Regions from separate parts of the Triticum aestivum genome. Here region 1 is linked to region 2. A link is a contact called in public Hi-C data. All regions are on one chromosome and are shown on one strand. Each heading gives the region's core, a stretch centred on a gene start, on an enhancer-like site or on the middle of the called end of the contact. The rest is flanking DNA. Distances are from core to core; before and after follow the strand shown. Region 1 has its middle 38 kb from the start of LOC123065984. Region 2 holds the start of LOC123071512 (lysine-rich arabinogalactan protein 19).

Region 1 (3,626 bases), core at 367-2,866, 250 kb before region 2:
ATTGGGAACATGTGGTTTGGTTCTAGTTCATGAGGTAGGAACCTATTACCTTGGATCACCCTGGGAATATACGTTGTGCTAATATATTGCTTAGCCATGCTTGTAGACGGGGATTGGTTCGTGATTCATGAAAGTTGTGAGAGATAATAATTTTGGACAATATTAAGTTGGCAACTTTAATACACATCTGGGTGGATTGATTGGGACACCTGGAGAAACCCGTGCTTGCATATGGGAATTCCGGAGTACCCGTGTGATTTTCCCTTGGTTCGCCACCCAGGCTCAAAAGGATCATATGATATTTCATACTTAGAAACTTCTGTGTGCAGCCACAAGCCATTATAGGCTCTGGCATAATTGAGTAAGTCGTGTGAGCTCTTGAAGAGATGGACTAGCAGATGTAGGGGAAAGTAGGTGTACCAGTCTACTGAGAGTAGAGAGTTAATGCTTCAGAAAGACTATGTCTCGATTTTACGATCATGGATGCGGTCGAGTCTTGTGAGTAAAAGTGCGCAAAACTCTGTAGAGTGTATAAACTAATCATGGTTAGTCGTGTCCCCGGTTATGGACAATTTGATTATCTAGAAGTGGATATTTATGTTTATCTCATCACTCTTTAAATAATGTATTGGGTTTAACGATGATACTTGGTTAATTTTGGGAATTGAGTTGGAGGAACCTTCTCAATATTGGTATAAACTTTGTAGTAAATAAAAGTTATTCCTTTGTTGTAAACATTAGCTTTCTGCAAAATAAAACTTAGAGCCTCCACCAGCCAAATATGCATGTAGATATAGTTATTTTCATTCATTTGCTCTACAGTGTAACTCTGTCAGCATATTTCATGTGTTGACCTACACGGCTGCAACGTCTCATGTTGTAGACTTTACCGACGAAGAATAATGTGCGCTAGGTCATTGTCATACACTCAGCTATGTCGTTGGAATTTGATGGACTCATTTATCTTCGAAGCTTCCGCAGTTATTTCATTTAGATGGCCTTCAGCCATATTATTTATTTAATAAATACTCTTTATGAGGATCTCGATGTAATAAGTGTGTGATTGAACTCTGTTATAATTTCTTAAGTATTGTGTGTGTCAGCATACCGATCCAGGGATGCCACTTAAGCACAGAGACTTCGGTTCATTAGGATCGTGGTCGCTACATATAATCCGCTATCAACTTTCAATTTCATATTATTTTTCTGATTTTTAGGCAATTTTCAAATGAGATTTTTTTTCTGAAATTATAAAAAGGTACCAAATTTGCAATTATTTTTTGAAATTCACAAACATTTTTTAAAATTTTATTTTTATATTATTTTTATATTTTTCAAATTCACAAGATTCATGAGCATTTATTTTTTTATATAATTTTAAGTTTACAATATTTTTCCTAAAAAATTAATACCCATTTTTTTGAGGGAAGGCCACCATGGCTAGCTTTATTAAATTAAGTTTACAATATTTTTCTAAAAAATTAATGCCCAATTTTTAATCTATAGGAATTCGGATTTGTTTTGTCTTTTCTGTACTAGTGGACGACTCAGTGAGCGAGCGAACTACATAATGGGGCGTGGGCCGCCTAGGGCATGCACGAGCGCCAACTACATTTTGGGTGCTGATGGTGTCGAATAGGAGCTCTACCGACCAATCGCACATGGGAAGAGTGCGACCGACTGAACTGGGCTGGCCCATTGAGCTGGTTCTGATACGTTAATTTAGAACCTTCAAGAAGGTTCCAAGTTATTTTCATTGTTTTTCTCCTGTTGTTTTACCAGTTTTTCTTTTGGAATTTTTCTTTTCTGCCTCTTGAAACTTTTTTACGTTTAATTTTTTTAAAATTTAGCAATCTCAAAAAATATTCTTATTTTTAAAAATGTTCCAATTTTAATTCTTGTTAAAAATTGATAAGTTATTATAAAATATTTTCGTTGATAAAAATGTTCATGTTTTTAAAACTACGTTCAGAATCATTTTTTGGAATGTTCACCTTTTCCAAAAATTGTTCTTAAGCTTAATAAAAATAACTTTTTGTATTGAAAAACTGTATGCAAACAAAAAAAGCTAGAAACCACTACAACAGGAGGGAAATTACTCGCCATAAGGCTCGCGTGAGTCGCTACAATTGTGGATGCCAACCGGCCGGCCCAGATCACGAGACATGTGTGCGATTCGGGGGACAATTTGATGCAGAATCCTTAACTCCTCTCTTGAATCCCCCTAAAAAACATAAATGCTAACAATCTGACGTCAGGTTTTTAGCCATTGCGAGCGAACGCCCTCAGACACGTCAGATCCCGTGTGGAAATTCTAAAGTGTTCGCTTTGATGCACCCGACTAAGCAAACAGTGAACTGACGACATTAAATGGTTCAGTTAGTATGCAATATGATAAAACACATTTGGAACAACAAATTATATACAAGCAACTTTCACTTTTTTTCCATTGATGTAGCATGGCAATCCTCTTTAGCCAGCATGACAAATCATGAGCATGGCAATTTTCATTATTTTCTTTTTAGGCTTGGCAGTTATTCATTGCACGGTCATGACAAATACCCAAAAATATATGACAATCACACTGCTGCAGCATGAATTTTTTTGGACAATCTTTTCATACAACATGTTTTTTTTTACTTTAAACATAGTAAATCGTTATACAAAAACATGACAAATTTATCTGTCATAGGAGGTTTGCTGCAAGTGGTTTCTTTAGCAAGAGAATACGTTTGTTCGTTCCTACCTTACTGGTGGAATGATAGTTCACTCGGATGACCTCCCTTAGGTAATATCAACGTTATATGGGTAAAAAAAAGCAAACCTTGATTGGTGTGGGACAAGCCGTTACTATGGTTCGACTGGAGGTCTGGAGCGAGGGCTGGATCGAGTGACATGGTGGACATGATTGGCATGGGAGGCGCAATGCCTTGCGTACAAGTACAACATAATAAGGTGGGTTCGGCCTAATAACACATGACATGTAGATTTTCATACCGGTTTACTTTTCCATGCATTTTTAGGGACCGTTCAGACTATGTACGTACACGTAAAAAAGATCGGTTCTTGTAGTGGGAGACAATGTTTCCATCGACAGCGAGGCGACTGTGCTGACTTCGTCAATCAAGACCCATCGACTTAGCCTCTCGGAATTGATGATAGAACTAGAGTGTGCATCCGTTCGTTTGTAGGGATGCTTATATATACATGTATGTGAGCATCTATGCCAATATTGTGTTTCTTAAAATAAAATATCTATGAAAATCAAGGTACAACGAGCGCCCTACCAAGAACTTCGCATGTGGCTCTATTGGCTTTGTACTCTGTACCAACATGCGCTGCTCAAACATGTGCATTTGTGTTGCTCCGAATTTGGAATCTCCTAAAAAACTAAACTGTGAAGTGTGTTGGACTTCTTTTAGAGGAAAGGCCTTGGCTGAGCAAGCAAACAAAATATAGAATAAAGGAGCCCAACCTAATCCACCGAGGCCAAATGCCTAGAACAACAGCCACACCACCACATAGGTGAAATCAGTAAGCAACACCAGCTTCGGTAGCCAACACCTCTTTGCCTACTCCCATCGAACTTGCCAACAAGCCATCCGATTCTACCTTCAAAGAGGACC
Region 2 (3,732 bases), core at 1,005-3,504:
AGATTTAGTGGACTCCTTGCACCTACTGGCATCAGTAGACGGAAAAAGCTTCACTAGCATCCTCGTCGCATGGGCACAGGGACTCCACAACTGAATAAGAGCTTCACAAGTGCAATACGGTCAGACAGACAAAGTGAGATTTTAGTGGATCAGACTTGTATTCCGCTGCTAAAAGTGCCAGTAGCATTGTACCAAGCTCCACCGCATTTCCTCTTTTTAACTGTCGACGAAGTGCTAGCAATGGGATTGGGATGTTGAATATGGAATAAGTGTGAACCTTTATGACCGGCCCAATACAGAATATGCAGGCAAAAGCATCAATGAAAGGGAACAGAGATTTGCCCGTTGCTCAGTTGCTCTATTGGTTGGACCATGTATTCCAGATATGTGTAATAGACAGACAACTCCTGTGTAGTAGTACGAAGAAGATCCTCAACACATAATTGCCAGTTTTCCATCAGGACAAGATTTCAGATATGCTGGCGACCAATCTCTAGTTCATACAGCTGGGAAAGGCAACAAGTGTTCCTTGATAATAAAAACAAGTGGGTGATCATGGAGCTCCATTAAGCTATATTTTCTGTTTGCCTGAACTATTTGGACAGCTAAGCCATCGATTTCTTTTGGAATTCCCGAATCACAGCTCCATAGACCTGACCATCTGGCATACATAAAAGATAGTGTTCGACGATACTATGAACAATATTTAAACCTGGGTTTAGACTAAAACTAAAATAATTTTAATATCGAGGTAAACATCACAATGAAAATTCGAGCACACACCTTCAGCTAAGCAGCACGCAGAGCATATTTAACTCAAACCTAAATACTGAACAGCACCATCAATTGCAGTCAAATTTATAACACCTGAACAATTTTGCACCAATGATCCATTTCCACATCCTACGTGCAACCTCAAATACGATGAATCATGGATAGTTTGCAGAATCACATCGGCAAAAAGAACTGCAAAACTACCTTCTTCACCAAACAAAGCTGCAGTAGCTAACAAGCTCAAGTAAAGAATCCAGCTCCATAAGTGCAGTCCAAAGTAATCTACATCACAATATCTCAAAATATGCCTAAGTTTACATCTTTCAATGTTAAAAGTTCGTACTTTCGGAATGTAACAATAGAAAGGATCGGTAAACCATATCTCTTGGGGTAAATTATAACACAGAAAGATACATAAGAACGCAATTATCTTAATCCATACCAAATAGTTCAATGTCTCCTGACAGCTCAAATAGAGAGTTCATAAATAAGAGTAATGCCGCACTGGTGAGCGATACAACACACATTTTACAGGTGTAGCTAAAATTAACACCTGATCACGCGTAATGTACAAAATAATTCAAACACACAAACTCAATCAATGTGGTCGAAGGCAGCTGCCAATTGCAAACGCAATGGATCAATCGAGCAGGCCGGTCTTCCGCCACACGGCATTGCGTACCTGGCGGAGGTCCCTCCCCTTGAGGGTGCGTCCAGCGCCCTCCAGCACCGAGAAGGTCGTCATGGGCGACTCCCGCGCCCGCGAGCGCGCCACCATCTCGTGCGGCGGCAGCATCTCGTCGTCGTCCTCCTCCTCATCCGGTTCACTCACGAACGTCTCGAACGGCGGTCGCCGCAGCCGCGCTACCGGGACATTCACCGGCGCGGACTGCGGCATTTGCATCGCCGGCGTCGGCGCCGGGCGGGGGATGGCGGGGATCATGCGCGGAAGGGCCATCGCCGGAGACGCGGGGGACGTCGAGGCGGACGAAGCAGACGGGGGCGGCGAGAGAGGCCCGAGGCGCTCGGGGAGGGCCTCGAGGATGCCCCCCGGCGGGCGGCGGAGGCGGGGGCTAGGGTTTGCGGCGCGGACGGAGGACATGAGCAGGGGCCGGCGCGGCGGCGGCGGCTGCGGCCGCTCGGGAGATCCGACCCCCGAGCCGAAGAGGTCGTCCTCGTCGAGCTCGAAGGCCGCCGAGGCGGGCTGGTCGCCGGCGGCCGCGCGGGGGAGGAATGCGCCGAGGAAGCGCTCGGAGCTGGGCGAGCTCTTGTGGCGCGCGCGATCCATGGCGAGGCTGTGCGGGCGGACGAGCGATGTAACGGCTGGCGCCGGATTCGCGATTGACGGCAAACGTCACCGGTGGGGAGGCGGCGATCCGGCAGCGCAGTAGGGGAGGGATGCGTGCCGGCGCGTACTTCGGTGGGTCCGCGGGTTTGTTGGACTCTGCTGCCCTTTGGGGAAGAACGGAGCCACCAAGGTTGTACCGCTGGGGTTTTCAGATCCGTGCAGTACTTTCACGGTATGGATTCAGATTTTTTTTTGTTACATTCTCTTTTTTTCCACATTCTTTGTACTACAACTACTACCCTCTTACCCCTCAAAAAAAAAACTACTACCCTCTTTTGCAAAAAACGGTGCCTAGAGCCCGCTTATACACGCTAATGCACTAGGCGATGTCACTTCAACTCTGTATTTTTTTTCCTATTCCCGCGTTTTGAGAATGCGGCCAAACAAATAGTCCTGAAATTTCAATTATAAAACTGTAAAACGAACTTGAGACTGAGTATGGTTTCGAACTTTGGATGTTGATCACAAACTTAAGAGGATTTGATTCAAGGTGCAATAGTGAGCGTTTCTTTTTATAAGCCGAGCATTGGGGTTGGAATTAGAAAAATAGAATGAACACACAAGTTCGTTGTAATAGATAGATGCTTGAATGTGTCTTCCTGCTTTATAGTTTAAGTTTTATTTTTAACAGAGTACAAACGCATGCACTCATACAAACACAAACACTCACTTATATGAACGCACACACACCTCCAAAATACTGAGCCAACATCACATCTTGATTGACGAAGTCATCATATGCGCCTACATAATCAATGAAAACATCTCCTCCCACTGAACGACACATTGCCGAAAAGCCTAAAATAGTTTTAGAAAATATGATCACCATTGTCAAGTCTAGGACTTGAAGTCTGGTAGGCTAGTTCCACCACAAAGAAACTAACCATCTGACCTAGACTCTTTGGTTGACAACAAAGAACATGGCAAATTCGATTATAATATACTTCAAAACAGATGTGGTTAGCAATCTCAAATTCTCAGAGAATTTTCCTATTTCGTTGCAAAGAACCTTTTTCTAATAACAGAATGTTGTATTCATATAAAAAAGAACAACTGCAGAGGCCCCTACAAGATAGTAAAATAGTAACTTGTAACTTCCAATGTGTTGTTGTCTACAAGAACCACTCACATGGCAAAGTACTTCGTCGTAGCAATGAGTCATCATTGCCGCCACGAGGACTCCATCAAGTGAATTCTCCTTCAGTTTTTTGAAACTACATCGACCCTCCGGCCCATTCGGGCAATATGAGCACACCTTTTTTTTGCGGGGTAGCACACCTTGTCCATGACATCAAGGTCCAAGGGTTAGAGAGAGCTTCTCGATGATGAAGAAAAGCACCGCCCACTCCCGCCAGGAAAGGAAAAACAATGTCCGTTATACAAAGGAACCAATTCCTCACATAGTTAAATCAAAGGTCTAGTCGGCGAAGACCCACCTCTACTCCCCGCCAATGGCGAACAACACGCCGTCACTACAGGAAAAAAGTCAGAAGTACTTATTTAGTGAAGAGATTGCCGCCACATCTCAACACGCCGTCGAAACAGGAGCAAAGTTGGAACTATTAGAAGCACAGTTAAACACCTTTTTTTGGGATAAAAACATTTTTTTC

Evidence for each region. Hi-C and Micro-C count contacts between places; a contact is called where the count stands out from the background.
Region 1: a contact with region 2 is called in a Hi-C map of leaf, with 3 times the contacts expected there. The contact joins the enhancer-like site here to the promoter of LOC123071512 in region 2. A contact is called at or near these places in 3 of 5 Hi-C or Micro-C datasets (leaf and an unstated tissue).

The regions. Positions count from the first base shown.
Region 1 is chr3B:658,085,906-658,089,531 of IWGSC CS RefSeq v2.1, reverse strand. No RefSeq gene overlaps it. Among protein-coding and RNA genes, the nearest start is that of LOC123065984, 38 kb to the right of the region's middle. Within about 2 kb of position 1,616, at least 1 of the 8 cell types and tissues checked has an H3K27ac peak or open chromatin away from gene starts, as enhancers often do.
Region 2 is chr3B:657,831,857-657,835,588 of IWGSC CS RefSeq v2.1, reverse strand. It overlaps LOC123071512 (lysine-rich arabinogalactan protein 19), which reads right to left and starts at 2,254. Exons shown (of 1, transcript XM_044495089.1): 1 at 1,201-2,254. The coding sequence starts at 2,062. The coding sequence ends at 1,415.